Regions from separate parts of the Ovis aries genome. Here region 1 is linked to region 2. Evidence: chromatin contacts called from public Hi-C data. All regions are on one chromosome and are shown on one strand. The core of a region is the stretch at or near the end of the contact, and the rest is flanking DNA. Distances in the headings are between cores, read along the strand shown. Region 1 holds the start of FGFR2 (fibroblast growth factor receptor 2). Region 2 has its middle 350 kb from the start of WDR11.

What was found. Hi-C and Micro-C count contacts between places; a contact is called where the count stands out from the background.
Region 1: a Hi-C map of hypothalamus shows a contact between it and region 2, with 3 times the contacts expected there. The contact joins the promoter of FGFR2 here to the enhancer-like site in region 2. A contact is called at or near these places in 2 of 16 Hi-C or Micro-C datasets (hypothalamus and tail adipose tissue).

Annotation. Positions count from the first base shown.
Region 1 is chr22:41,089,574-41,092,386 of ARS-UI_Ramb_v3.0, forward strand. It overlaps FGFR2 (fibroblast growth factor receptor 2), which reads right to left and starts at 1,456. Exons shown (of 17, transcript XM_060404525.1): 1 at 1,012-1,456.
Region 2 is chr22:40,711,051-40,714,058 of ARS-UI_Ramb_v3.0, forward strand. No RefSeq gene overlaps it. Among named protein-coding and RNA genes, the nearest start is that of WDR11, 350 kb to the left of the region's middle. Within about 2 kb of position 1,666, at least 13 of the 54 cell types and tissues checked have an H3K27ac peak or open chromatin away from gene starts, as enhancers often do. A contact at or near this core is called in hypothalamus and tail adipose tissue, where this site is marked.

The sequences.
Region 1 (2,813 bases), core at 206-2,705, 380 kb after region 2:
GGGGTTTTAAATGTTGATAGCGCTTCACGCCAAACACATAATGGGTGAAAGAAGGTTTGCCTTTAAGGGTGGTTTTATTGAATTGGGCGAGAGGAAGGAAGGTCCGGAGAAGAGTTTGCAAAGGAGCGGGAGGCGAGGGGAGCGGCTGAGGCTCCACGGCCCCGAGCCGGACCCCTTCGCCTGGCCCGGTGGCCGCGAGGGTCGGAGCCAGCGCCGGGCCCAGCCCTCGGCTGACTCCCCGGCGCGGCCCTGGAGCTGAAAGAATGAGCGCGCAAGTTAGAACTCGCCTGCGCTTTCGACATCTCCGAGCTGCTGCCGGTAGAGCAGGCAGCGAACTAGAAAAAGTCGGTCCAGTTCGCCCCCTAGCCCCAGGCGAGCCGCGCTCCCTCCAGCCGAGACGGCGGCTGCGGGCCAGGGAGGCCGAAGGGCACTGCAATCGGGGAACCGGAGCAGCCCCCCTCCCAGAGTGCCACCCCCCGCCCCGAGCCCTCGCCTACCCTACAGAGGTGTTGCCAGCCCCACCTCAGCGGACCCCTCCCGGGGAAGGGTCCCCGGCCCGGGCCTGGATGGAACGGAGTGGGGGCTCCCCGGGCCTCGGAACGAGGCACCTTCGACGATGTCCCCTCCGAGTCTGGGACCTACCGGGCTATGCCACCAGCGAGGCTGCCCCGCCGCTCGCCCGCCAGCTCTGGGGTCGGAGGATCGCGCCCCGCCAGTGGGAGTGCGCCGGCCGGAGTTTGACAGGGAGGCGGGCGGGGGCGGGGGGTGTCAGCGCCAGAAGCAGATGTCAGCATCTGGATGGGGGTGGAAGCGGCAGCACTGCCCAAACGCCAGCCGTCAGCAGGCACCCAGCTCCCCCATCACCTATGCAGCCAAAGAGGAAGGACAGGGAGCCGCCTCCACAGGGCCAGCCCTCCGTTCCGGAGGCCGTGCACCGGGTGTCTCGGGCTTCCACTGCACCCACTCTCCCGCCCCGCGAAGCTCCCCCGAGGCGCCCGACTCGGCGATTACCTTGAATGGCAACGATCCCCGGCGATCGGGTCTGTCCCCGCGCCCAGCGTGGGTCGGGATGGAGCAAACGACCAACTCCCAGCAAAAAAAAAAAAAAAAAAAGTGGTCCTCGCCGGCGCCAAAGTTCCGAGGCTTCACGCGCACCCCAGGCTGCGGAGGCGCGCAGGCATGACGCCCGCGGGCTGCGCTCGGATTTGGGGAGCGGGAGGAAGAAAGGAGTTGGGCTTGGCGTTTCCTCCACCAAACTTCGCTCGCAACTTGCGAACGACTGGAGCGCGGAGGAAAGCCGCGGCCTCGGGGCGCCCGGGCCCCGCCAGCCTGGAAAGGAGTCGCCGCGCCGGGCCAGCTACGCCGCGCGCAGACCCCGCGGCGCCCGAGCTTTGTGGCGGCCGCGCTCACTCCCTTGCTCGCCCGCCCGCCGGCTCGGCTCTCCGCGGCGTTCTCCGAGGCTGCCGCCGCCGCCGCCGCCCCCTCCCGGCGGGTCACGCCCCCGCTGAAACCCGAGCCGTTTCCTGGACGGCGGCGCCCGCTCTGCCAATCAGCGCCGCGCGCCCCGCCGCCCCGACTCGGCGCGGCTCCCGACGCCTGCGAGCGGCCCCGAGACCCCGGCGGGGAGGGCGAGGGGCCCCGGGCCGCACCGGGGCGCAGAGGGGCAGCAGGCAGCATCCTCCGTGGATGCGGCCGGGGCCCGCGCCCCCTTCCTCCCCTGGGCAGTTCGCCTGATCCACGGTTTGCCGGGTGGTTACGTTACGCTGTCTCGTTTCAAGTCAAAACAAATGACAGAAAGCCTGCTCTCTACCCACCCCTACCCGCGGCCACGAGACTTTAAACTGCATCTGCGTGGTATTGGGGCGCGTGGGGGAGAAATAGAATGCAACTGAAACTTTGAGACGAGAGAAAGTAACCTGGGGCATGCCTGTCTGCCCATCAAAACGATAGCGATGAGCAGAGAAGCGAGTGTTTACGGAGGTTCTGCTATAGGCAGGGCGCACGGAGTAGAGTCTCCTTTTTCAACCGCACAGCCACCCTGCAGAGTAATAGTCCCAGTTTCTGCTAAGGAAACAGGTTGAGAGATGTTATTTGTCCAGGGTTAACCAGCTGGTTAATGGCAGCAGCTGAGCCTGACTTTGAATCTGGCTGTCTTAGGGAAAAGTTCAAAACTGAGGGGGAAAAATAGTGTTTGGTGCTATGTATTTGGATCAATAAATTCGGAAGATTCTAAGGACTCAACTCTGCTATAAATAGCTGTATGACCTTAAGCAAATCAATTCCTCTCTCTGAATCTTAAGATTCTTCAACTAAATGCCAAGCTGTAACTGGTTAAAGTTCATATCTTCCATTTACCTTTTCCACTAGGCTGTGTCTACGGGATAATTTATTCTTTAACATACTTGCTCTCCTTCCCCACTCATCCAGCTCCCAAGCAGTGGTGCCTTAAGTCCAAGACAATATAGATAAAAACCTTAATTATTTTTTCTTAGAAAAGGTCATTAAACCCAGAAGTGCTTTGGAGTCCTAAAGATGGATGGAGCAGCAGTACCAAATTGACCTGGGAAATCGACTTTTCCTGCATTTAGAAAGGCAGTTGCTTATGGGTCATTGACACTGCACACTTCACAACATTTACGAAAATATTTTTTCAGGGTGCCACATCATTAGAAAATCATTCTTCTTCACAATACCTCTCAGAGAACTTTTATGTAAAATTACCGAAACACCAAGAGTACAGATCCGTTGAAATGCTTCAGGCGAATGGCTCTGAAATTCTGTTCTGGAAATGTGACAGCAAAAGTAATAGTCTG
Region 2 (3,008 bases), core at 416-2,915:
GACAGCAGGTTCTCACTAGCTATCTCTTTTACACATCGTAACGTATACATGTCCATACACATGGTAGTATATACGTGTCCATCCCAACTTCCCAGTTCATCCCAGTCCCTCTTCCTCCGACCCACACCCCCACATCCGTTCTCTGCATCTGCATCTCTATTCCTGCCCTGCATATAGGTTCATCTATGTCATTTTTCTAGATTCCACATAGAAATTCACATTTAAAATTTGAGTCCCCCCTGGGTTGACATTTATCCCTATGCAGATGAAGATGCCCTAGAACATATGCAATAACACCCAGGAACAGGAGCATACGGGCAGAGGGCAAGCCATTGGAGACCATCTAATTCAGGGTCCTCATTCCACAGAGGAAGAAACTCAGACCTAAAAATTCCTTGATCTGCCAAAGGCCTACTGGTGGCAAGAGGGGGCCCTGGGGATGGACTTGGGAGTTGACCCTGCAGTGGATTGAACGGTCTCTTCCAAGAAGACATCTTCGGGTCCTAACCCTAATAGTACCTGTGAATGGGACCTCATTCAGAAATAGAATCTTTGCAGATGGCCATACTGGATTATGATGGGATCTAATTCAGTGATAGGTGTCCTTATAAGAAGAGAAATTTGAATATCAGGTAACACAAAGCAATTGCCGTATGAAGGGGTGCAGAGATTGGAGTTATGCCCCCAGAAGCCAAGGAACACCAAGGATTTCTAGTAGCCACTGGAAGGAAGGTATGGAACAGATTCTCCTCTGTTCAGAGCCTCCGAGAAGGAACCAGTTCTGCCAAAACCTCGATTTCAGAACTGTGAGTGAATAGGTTTCTGTTTCATTAGCCTTCTAGCTTCTGATGCTTTGTTATGGGAGCTGTAGGAAACCAATACAAACACAGAACACAACTTTTTGCCTTCGTGAGTTTCTAGAACTAGAAACTACGTGTAGAAGACATCCTTCAAACCCAGGCCTCTTTCTGCCAGATCAAGGAGGAGGGAAGTGTGGTCACTTTTGACTGCAGTTCTGAGGAGCATACAAATCTAAGACAGGGTAATGTCCCTCCCTCAGGTGCAAGCTTGATGGACTAAGTTAAGCTGGATCAGTGCTAAGGAGTCACGTGTTGCTGTCAGGGGCTGCAGAATGTAGAAGCCAGGTAGTAGTGGTCACCCCCTCAAAAAACTCAGAAAGATGTATGCCTGCCCAGTTTCCCAACCTAAATGATAAGTAGTCCCAGTGGATGCTTCCCACTCTATGAATTTCCAATGTTACTTTGGGGTCACGTGACTTGCTACACATACACTCTTGGAACTGGTGAAAAATACAGAGCGTTCCAAGAATATCAGCATCCAGGCTGCCAAGAGGCTTCTCAATGGAGCTTACAATCACTGAGGTTTGAAATAATTGTCCTCCTCTAATCAGATCATCCCTGCCACCCAAGCAGTTCTAACACCCAGAACTGGAGGAGGCTGGGAGAGGAATGAGACCAATCTTTTCCAGCCCAGCTCGGAGGTTCCCTGCCTGTGAGGAGTCAAGAGAGAAACTTCGGTGGCGTTTCACCACTTCCCAAGGTTATGGTCCAAGTTCATTTTTTTAACCTCACAACTGTTCCGGATGATCCAACATGTGTAAGGGTTTGTCCAGACTGTTTGAGGTTCTTTTGTGAAACTGTCAAAACAATGACCTCATTTGGAGCCATCTGCTGACAGGCAGGATTGGCACAGAGCTCGCCTCTGACTTATGTCGCTGGAGCAATCAATTCAAGATGGCCACTCCGAGTATGAGGCTTGCTCAGCGATATGCAAACAGATAACGGATTGCTCCATCCCTTCCTCAAGTTACCAAACATGTCAGTGTTAAGGCAGCCTCCTCCAAAGGCTGCCTGCCAGGCATGGCAAAGGGAAGTCATCACCCGCTGACCCAGAAACTCAAATCCCTCCGCTGCCTGGAGTGGGGCTGCTTCCCCCACCATTAACTTGTGAAACAAAGGAACAGGATTGAACCAGAGAAAACTGTTGTCTTTGGAGCAGAAAGGACACTGGGTACCATGGATGTGTGCATGCCAACACCACAGAATGACCTTGCTCTGACTGCCGGGTGGCTGAACCAGGGCTCCCCCAATAATAGCAGAGTCCGTGGGAAAGAATCCCTCGGGGTATAATTCAGATCCAGGCTGGGATTATCCGAAAAGAATGAGCTGGGACATTCTACAAAGGCACGGAGCGCGTAGGTATTCCGGATCTGTGGTTAGGTTGCTGAGTCCAGCGTTTTTCACGACCCCTGAAGTTCAGTGTGTTTTTACGTGCTCACAGAAAGAAGATGCCTCGTTTTTAATTGCACATACCTCTTCCATCTCTCTGGGAAAGAAAAGAAACTCAAGAAACAGGCGGGGAATTATTTTTGACCCAATTTGTTGTTATTGCCAACTGGCCTCCCGAAGCGGCTCATTGGGCAAACTCAGCAGAATGGTCCGGTCTCAGAGCGCGGCTGCGCCCGCTGCAGACTGCTGAGAGGACGCTGCCCTCTGATTGCCTGTTTTTTATGATACCGTAGCAGAGACCCGTGGGGGGCTGGGGGTGGGGTGAGCCTCTTCTCATACGTGAAACCCAGCAAGTAGACCCCTCACGAATCTGAGTGCTTCCAGACAGCTCGGGTAAGGCGTTAAATCTGCAGTGCACCCAGGACTGTAGCTAAACTAAACACAACTACTTGAAGCTTGGGTCAGGTGGGGAGTGCTAATTTGCAAGAAGCTCGCTGTGGCATTATCAACACAGAGGGAAGTAAAAGCAGTGTCGCACCTAAATATTGAACATAGGATGCAGTAAGGGTGAAGTTGGAAGGGCTTAGAGAGACCCACAGGAGACAGGAAGGAAGGGAAATAATAAGATGGCTATCTGTCTGGAGGCATCACTCCTAAGCTGGCCAGTGGCACACCGAGAGCAGGGGCCCAGATATCTTCAGTGAAGAGTTCTGCATAATCTTTCTTCAGGCCTCCACTTGCACAGCAAAGGACCTAACA